2 separate regions of the Anser cygnoides genome follow, and region 2 is linked to region 1. A link is a contact called in public Hi-C data. All regions are on one chromosome and are shown on one strand. Each heading gives the region's core, a stretch centred on a gene start, on an enhancer-like site or on the middle of the called end of the contact. The rest is flanking DNA. Distances are from core to core; before and after follow the strand shown. Region 1 holds the start of RUNX1T1 (RUNX1 partner transcriptional co-repressor 1). Region 2 holds the start of TRIQK (triple QxxK/R motif containing).

Region 1 (4,335 bases), core at 534-3,033:
CTTCTCCCCCCTGTCCCGCTGCCTACTTTCAGTTTCTCTCGAACGCTCTGCAGGAGCAAAGGGCAATGACAAGCCGACCGCTTCTGCTCGCCTACAAGTCCCACGCGGGTGCCCCGGCTAGGGTCACAAGTCCCTTCTCTCCGCTAGCCCCGGTGTGCCCAGCCTCCTAACTTTGGCACTAACAAAAGGGTTCCAAGTCGCCCAAAAGTCCCAGGCTCATCTGCGTGGCCGGGAGGATAGTTTGCATCCTTCAGCCCCCCTATCAATAGTGTTTTACCAACGTGTGGAATCAGACCCTCCAGCTCAGACAGAGGAGATGCCACATTCACATTGTATTGCAGTTTTGGAAATGCAATCCCTAACGCTACCCTGTCGTTTGGGGAAGCGAGATAACTTCCAAAAATCTCTGTGCAATTAAAGGCGGCGCGCACAGCCCGAAATATTTCTTGCAAAATAGCCTGAAGTGATGTTGCCAGTGCTACATAATCCCGTGATTAGAATGGAACAACAACAGCAAAACCCCACCAGAAATATTTCAGGCACTCCGGTTCACATTGGCTAGCTCAGTGATCTGGAGAGAGGGAAGGCAGGAAAAAAAAATAAAAGGAAAAAAGACGAGTCCTAAATCGAGACAGAAACCCTACGCTGCGTGCTTCAGAGGGCTGTTTTCTTGCAGGAGCGGGTGCTTCGCTTCCTGGGCTTTTGAGAGATCCGGGGTGCGAGGTGGCGAGCGGGGGGGAGAGCGGATGGGAAGCTGCATGCAGAGCTAGCCGTGCCCGGCCCGTCGGCAGCCCCGGCCCGCCCGGGTTAGTCACAGCCCCGAGCAGCCCTAGGGGCAAGGAAAAAGGGGAAGAGAAGAGGGGTTCGGGTGTCTTCCCCCCCCAGCCCCGGCCCCGGCCCCGCGCCCCGTACTCACACTGCAGAGGACCGGAGATTCCCACCATTCGCCACGGGCTGCGAGCTGCAAATAAAAGTTCCCGTCCTGCTCGGGGGAGAGCCGGCAGCCCCGGCTGCTGGAGGGGCGAGGGGGTGGGAAAGGGGAGAGCAGCGCGGCGCGGCTTCCCTGCCCAGTCCAGATGATCCACGTCCACAAAAGTCAAAACGAGCTGAGGAGAAACTCCAGCTGCTCTTCCCCCCTCCTCCCTCTCTCTCTCTCTCTCTCGCTTTTTTTTTTTTTTTTTTAAAGGAGGATCAGCTCGAGAGAGAGCCTACTGGTTCCAAGGGAAAGCACGAGAACCAAAAAATCAAGTCTCCAAGCCGCGATAGCGAAAGCCCGGGTCCTTCTCCTCCTCCTCCTCCTCCTCCGCAGCCAGCCGTGATGTGGAGCGCAGGGAGCGGCCGCTGTCAGTGGCGGGGGCTCTGCCTGGCCCCGGGCAGCCGACGCATAGCTCTGCCCCGGGCGGTGCCGAGCCGGTGCCGTGCCGAGCCGAGCCGAGCCGTGCCGTGCCGAGCCGAGCCGCCCGAGGATGCTCCGCGCCCGGCTCCCCCACTAGCAGGCACCTCGCGAGGCAGGCAGCATACTGCCGGCAGCCGGCCCGGCCCCGCTACCCAGGTGCAGGGGGGGAGGGCTTAAAGCAGTGGGAGGTGATAGAGGTAGGAGACATCTGTGTCGTGAGGAGGTTAGTGGGGGTCAAGTATATGTTAACAATAGGCGAGCGCGGTCCCTCTCGGGCAGCCTGCCTGCTCTTTCTTTCTCTCGCTCGCTTTTACCGGGTGGACATCTAACTTGCTCCCTAATGATGCCTCCCCGGCTTTAAGAGTCCAGACTGCCCTGCAGTAACCCAAGACAAACACTTTCTCTAGCCATCTGGAGAGCTCCTGGCTGCTCTGCCTGTGTCTCATCACTGTGTGAAGAGACAGCAGCGCTAGAAATCAAGCCACTCTCAGATCTACTCTCTAATCCCCTTCTGTTAGCTGATTTCCAGTCAGACTGTTTGCTTTCGCATTAGATAATAGCCTTAGAGAAAACAATTATCATTTTCTTTTTCCCTTTGTTTTCGTTCTTTATAAAGTACAGTATCGAGGAAGGCCTTCCTCTCTCTCTCTCTCTCCCTCTCTCTCTCTTTTTAAAAGAAATTTATAGTCTTTCATGGCTTGCAGAACCCAGATGCAATTTCACACTTTCCTGGAAGGGGATTCTGGATTCTTCTAAACGCAGAAACGCGATCACAACTGCAGTGGAAATTAATTACTATCATCTACAATTAATAGAAGCGTGCTACCATTTGACTTTGTGTTTCATTACATAACCATTTCAGCAGGCATCCATATATTTTCTGATTCATCAGTTATTCCCTTCTATGTCTCTCGGAGAATATTATTGTCAGTGATGCAACCTACGGTGAACTGGTACTTTTGCTGTCAAGTTGACACTGTATGAAGAAGGCATCTCCGTGGAAAAGCACATCAACTTCATACAGAGAGGAAAAAATGTGTTTTTTTTGTTTTTTTTTTTTTTCAGGGTGCAGATAATTGATTGGATCTGTCAGAACTGCCTGGGCATTTAGCTTTTTTTTTTTTTTTTTTTAAGTAAAAACATTAGCGTAAAATAAACTTCTCATCAGCCTGCATTGTTTATTACTGTACGTACGTGCGCACGCACACACACACACATATGCTATAGACCTGATCTTTCAAATTTGTAAGTGCCTAATTTTAAGCACTTAAATAGACCTATTGAATGCAAAGTAACTTTACATGCATTTACAACAGGCCACATACACGTTCCTGGAAAGGACATTTATGAGCATCATTTATCCACCTCTGTGACGGCCTTTGAAAATTTGGTCGACTCTGAAAATATGTTTAAAATAAGTTTTATGATCTGGATAAATCTACCTTTTCTACAGATATCTACACAGAGCTCTAATGAACAGATTGGCATAGCGTAATAAGGGGTCAAGTTTACCTTGAAGTAAATTCAGCTCAGCGGAGCATAAATCGGGACATGTTTTGTTCTACAGTGATTTCAATTTACAAAAATGGTGAGAAGCCACAAGCCTGGCATTAATTTCTGATTTAAAAGCTAACTGTTTTACAGTGGTCTATTTCAAGGCCAAAATAATTGGACAATCTTTAAAAAGTATTTTCAAATATTTTAAAATAATCTAAAAACAGCACCTTTTCCAGGACTACCTTTGTGTGCTGCAGATCTAGAAACTTTAGTTGAGCCTGCAGATCTTTGTGGTAAGATACTTTCATCCCCATTGATGAATATGTAAGCTGAAAAATTAATAAGAGATTTGCCAATGGTCACAGAGCACGTTTTGTTGAAGTGTCAGGGACTGAATACTGAGTCCTAATTTTTAGCATAAAGAAAAAGAAGAGAAAAAAAAAGGGGAAGAAAAAAAAAAAAAACAGCACTTACCTCTGGCTTGTACCTTTAGTCTGAAAGATCAAATGACTTTCTAGGTATTATCTTCCAAAATTGGGAAGGAACATCATTTAGAAACTCTGGAAACTCTAGTCTGAGCTATCAGCTATTAAATATCTACTTACAAATTGACTAAAGTTTACATACTTTTGTTTTTTCTTTCCGTAATGAGAATAATACAGAAATTACCTTTTAAAACACCAGCCCTGGCTCATATGGCACAGCATTTCCCATTGTGCCAAGTAAGGACAAAGCCTGCTCAGATAGCAAAGTGTAGCAGAGAGTGGTAAATACAGACTCCCTCATGGTAACTATACTTCCCCCAGACATGCTGGGAGAATAAATTGACACGATTCCTAAATCATAAAAGATCGTAACTGTCAAATATTGTCATTATATTCCAAAGCTGATGACTGAAGCCTGGCTTATTGCAAACTTCTCTTACCCATACCTTTTTCTTCTCTCTATTTATTTCCTGGAGAAAGTAGATATGTTTTAGTGAAAAAGGAAAAATAAACATGTTCTTTGAAAGATGAATTCATGTTTCAGGAAGAAAAAAAATGCAGCCTCACAGTAGACCTCACAAATACTTGGTAACTTTACACCCTGCAGATTTTTTCTGCAGACTGTAGCTGCCATGTCTGATTTGACATATGAAGGATTTACACTGTGTATCGCTGTGTGACATTGTGTGAGAGAAAGGCTGGTAGAAGTATAGTTGCACATGGAAGTCAGAAATATCCTGCTAGGCTGTCCAAATCTGACTGTATTTTGATTGTACATAGACGGATCAAATGTTCAGAGCTGAAGCATGGCTTGCTCTTTGCTGTGAATAATTATATTATGGGCAGTCATCTGCACTGAAATTCTTGGAACAGAATTTCTATATCAACTCACCTCACCGCTGTTTAAAAATAGAGACAAGTATGTCCCTCCTAATTGTCACTGCCTTGCAACTCCGA
Region 2 (4,653 bases), core at 111-2,610, 410 kb after region 1:
ATGGAGACAGGGTTGTACATGAGGACAGGGTTTTACACGGGACAGGGTTTTACACGCAGACAGTGTTCTACATGTGAACCCAACCAAGCTGCCTCGGTGGGTGCCACATGAGACGTGGTGCTCTTGAAGGAGCATCATGCAGCCCACGGTGGCCTCCTGTAGACCCATCGCAGGCCTCCTGTCTGCTCCACCACCCTCAGCAGCCCCTTGGCTGCGCCAGCGCAGACCTCGCATCCCTCCCTGACTACAGAGCCCCCCAGCAGGGGATGTGTTTCCCACAAAAGCAGCCGTGGCCGGCAACCCAGCCTGGCCCCGGCTGCCTTTGGGCACAGGGGAGCAAGGGGGCTGCCAAGGAGCGCCTCAGGGTAGCTGGAGGTGGCGCAGCCGCCCCCAGCTGCCCTCGGGAGGAAGGGGAGGCTCTTTCTGCCCACACCCAAAATGGCCACGGCGGCCACAGCCGCTGCCCCCTCCCGCCCCCCTCAGCCCACGTCCCGTGGGCGGCACCCGGGCGCCGCGCCGGCCAATCGCGGAGGCGAGCGCTTCCTCCCGGCCAATGGCGGCGGGGCCCCGCGGCGGGCAGCGGGGCCGGCCGAGAGCGCCGCCGGCGCGGGCGCGCCCTGCCCGCAGGCCAATGGCGCCCCCGGCGCCCCGAGGCGGGGGGCGGGGGGGGAGGGGGGAGCGGTTGCCATGGCAACCGCAGGCCTAGCGGCGGCGGCGGCCGGGCCTAGCCCCGCGGCCCAGCGCCTACCCCGGGACGCGGCGCGGTACCTGGGGCCGAGCGGCGGAGCTCCGCCTCCTGCCTGCTGCCTGCTCCCTCCTCCGGCGGCGGGGCGGCGTCCTGTGCCGCCGGGCCTCGCCGCCGCCCCCCGCCCCGGCGCCCCCGCCGCTCCGCCTCCCGCTCCAGCCCGCCCGCAGCGCCGGGCAGCGGCCTACGCGGGGCCGGGGCGGGGGGGGGGGCCGGGCCCAGCCCGCGGCACCTGAAGGCTGCCCGGCCCCGGCATCCCCGGAAGGTCGGCCGGGCGGTGTGCCCTGCCTCACGGCCCCCGTTCAGGCCCCGCTACCCACCTGTGATTCTGCCAAGCAGGCGGAATTCAAAGCATGTTGGCCACACGCAGCACAATCCCGCCCGCCCCAGAAGGGACTTACATTTAAGACCCTAAAAGCACACGTACGGCAAGTTGCCTTCCCTGCCAGGTAGCCTTTCACCACCCCGAGACGATGCCCCTGGCAACACATAATTCATTTACTCGGGTGCGAGCGATCAGCCCCTGCCTTCGAGCGGCTCGCTGATTAGTATGGCGTGTGCGCGCCTCGCTTCCTGCAAAATGGCACTTGATATTCGGGGGTAACACTCCCCTGGAAGTAAAGATACACAAAGCGAAATATTTGCATTTGTTTACCTCTGCAACTTAGGAAGTGAAAGCCCTACCCAGATGAACTTTTCCCATCTTTCTAGATGACATGAATACAGAGTGGAGAACCAGCCTGAAGAAAAGTTGATTCATCAGAGTTTCTGTCTGGCACGCGTACCAAACCGCAGGATTTTCTCCAGTCATTTCTGTAGCAAGCTTAATGGATGGCTGAAACAAAACAGCTTTCTTAGAAATACAGCCAACCCTGACTTCAGCTGATGAGACACAAGGCGTTTTTGTACCTTTTCTGCCAAGAACCCTCATGCTAGCGCTATGTAGCTCGTGGAACAAGGCAGCTCACTGGCCACGTTATGTTTTCTTCTTAGGGTACCTGCTCTATGGGGAGAACGTGGGTTGCACCCACTGTGGGCGCAATCTCTGATCTTTCTAACTTCTCTGTGTTGAGAATTTGCAGTGATACTGTATTTCTTTAAGCTCTTAGCAAGAACCACATACATGTAAAATATTTAAATATTTCGATTTCATGATTGTTTTAATATGATTCAGTTAAACCCAATTAATGATTATGCTCACAGATATTGGAATAGAGTAGCATGTGCAAAAGAGCAATCATACTCAAATAGCTATTACACATGGTTTTTGACTAGGTAATCACAACAAAAATAAATAAATAAACATGAAGGAATACTGGAATCAGCATCGCTAATTACATGGTTTTGTATTATTTGAACAACTGCTGAGGAGTTTGTCCTTGTGAGACCTCATAGCAAAATGCATTCAGTGCTAGTTCAGTTCCACATAATTTCACCTGATCACGGTATTCATTTCATTATCAAGTTATTCTCCTAAACAATACACCTGTGTATGACCAGCAACCTTGATACAAAATATAGAGTCGGGCATAAGGAATTACGATTTCATGAAAATTATCTCTACAACCACTGAAAAACTTTTGCCATTTTCACTATCCTGAATATGTTTCTGAATATATGTAATCTGTCTCTTACAGGCATAAAAACACAAGAAATAGAATTACTGAATATGTAACTACAACTGAAATGCATATCAATCAGGGAGGAATAAGTGGTACCTTCTATTGATGTTACCACACCCATCAATTTGTTGCCATATCCCTCCAGCAAATGACTTTAAAAATCCAAACCTGTTTCTTAAAGCTACATGGTTTTATTTTGTCTCACAAATTTTCAAAGAAAATATATGGGTTGTTGTTTTCAGTGACTGTCTTTTCCTTCAGGTTACTCTGACAATTTAACAAAAAAACTGTTCCTTTTTGTTCTCTTTCTATGCAGTAGTTTCCAACTTCATAATTTGTGAAATTTTTTTGAATAGAAGTTGAATTAAGTTAAATTAAGTTGTTAGCATAGGCTTGCTTTTCCTTTTTATCTTTTGTAGAGCTCCTAGAAGCATTCCATGAGCTTCCAGGGCTCAGTAGATCAAAGGCTGAAAAACAATGCTCAACATCTTTGTTCCAAGCTGACAGCACAAAGTAGACTAGCACACAGAATATTAACTCCCCAAAATGCAAGAACTTTGTCTACTGTCTGACCTGGTATCTCTTTGTGTATGTCTAGCCACCAGGTCAAGCGCAATGATGTAAAAGCATGTTATTAATTATTTTTGGTCCATTCATTTTGTGATCGTTATCAATAAAAGTTATTGACACTTTTATTACTTTATACACTCAGGACTTCAGCCCAAATTTTACCAACAAAACAATTTAATTGGTGCTAATATTCAGGCTCATGTTAAATCTTTCAGGTAATACCTTTCTCCAGAACTCAAAAAAGGTACAGTATGCCCATCCAACCACATACCTAAAACTCTTTTTATGCTCCTGTCACTTCACAACAATGTCATTTTGGGCAGCTTTGACAGATACAGTCTTGCTCTGCTCGTATCCAAGCAGAATTGCTGCTGAAAGAAATAATCCCCTTATCTCATTCCTTTGTCCATGTCACTCCACCCCTTGCATCTCTCTCATGTTCCCGTATGTACGTGGTCTCTGTAAGCACTTTGCCTTCATTCTGAAGGCCTTTATTCTCATCCTGTCTTGTTCCTCACTTAGCTTTAATACGTTGCTTCTCACAACTGACTAACCCAGGATACTGGATTCCACTGCGCTTTTATTCATTTTGTTTATCAAATCCTGTTGTGCTTTCTGCCATGTGACAACAGTACTCTCACAGCCATCCAAAACCACAAGTACGGCAGAAAATGTACTGCAACTTGATGCCGTTGGTGCGCTGAGCTGCTCCTATCACGCTAGCGGTACTGCCTAATTAATTATCCCGTATTTACCATTTCTGTCTGCTTGTTCATGTCTTGTCTTACATTTCAGTTGCAATCTCTTTAGCACAGGTACCTTCCTCGTGCTCTTTGCTTGGTTAGTATTTAGTACCATGGTTCCTAAAATTATACATTCTTAAAGCCTCTGCAACATAGCCCATAGCAGGGCAAGCCCTGAAAACTGTCCTTATCCCTGCTCCCCAGGTGAAGGGACCGCCGAGTCCATCCTCTCTCATTCCAGCCTTCCAGCTGGAAATCTCAGCGCAGTGTCAGTCATGATAGATGGTGCATTTTGTGACACAGACAGCCTGCCATTAGGACAAACTCATTTCACTGAAGAGCCATCTGATGGTAATGACTTTCAGTCACAGATTGACCTAGGCCGGCTTGAATCAGTGTGCTGGAGGTGAAAGGCTCCATATTCCATTACCAGTCCTCTGAGCCATCAAGTCTACTCCATCCCTCCCCTGCTTAATCTGTATTGATATACTTGGTAGCATTTTCCTAACTGCTATCATCCATACAGATGTCTGCCGTCATTTTGTTGATCCAGTCAATCAATACTACATTAAATGTTACCTTCAGTTTACCCTTAATTGTCTAAAGTAGATGTGGTATTTTCATTATTTATACAGCCATGCCATTAAATTATGCATTCCAGATTAAAAGAATAAAAGACTTGTTTACATTATTATTATTGCTCTGGCATCAACTTTTGGATTTCTGTGTAAAGAAATTAATCTCCTATCGGAGGGGGAAATGGGGACTGACAAGCACTAGCTCCTGTTGCCTCTGGGACATAATTATGCTTGTAAATAGAAAAACAGAAAAATCATAAGCTTAACACAGTAGAGACTCTTGAAAGTTTCATCTCAGCATGATGCTATGTTTTAATTATTATTTTTGTCTGTATTGTTCAGATCGACAGTGCACCAACTAGAATAAGTGCTTATCCTAGTTAATTCTTCATGAG

What was found. Hi-C and Micro-C count contacts between places; a contact is called where the count stands out from the background.
Region 2: a Hi-C map of liver shows a contact between it and region 1, with 1.8 times the contacts expected there. The contact joins the promoter of TRIQK here to the promoter of RUNX1T1 in region 1. A contact is called at or near these places in 2 of 7 Hi-C or Micro-C datasets (granulosa cells and liver).

What each region holds. Positions count from the first base shown.
Region 1 is chr2:137,987,767-137,992,101 of Taihu_goose_T2T_genome, forward strand. It overlaps RUNX1T1 (RUNX1 partner transcriptional co-repressor 1), which reads right to left and starts at 1,784. Exons shown (of 12, transcript XM_066990587.1): 1 at 917-1,784.
Region 2 is chr2:138,393,506-138,398,158 of Taihu_goose_T2T_genome, forward strand. It overlaps TRIQK (triple QxxK/R motif containing), which reads right to left and starts at 1,361. Exons shown (of 4, transcript XM_013172358.3): 1 at 1,147-1,361.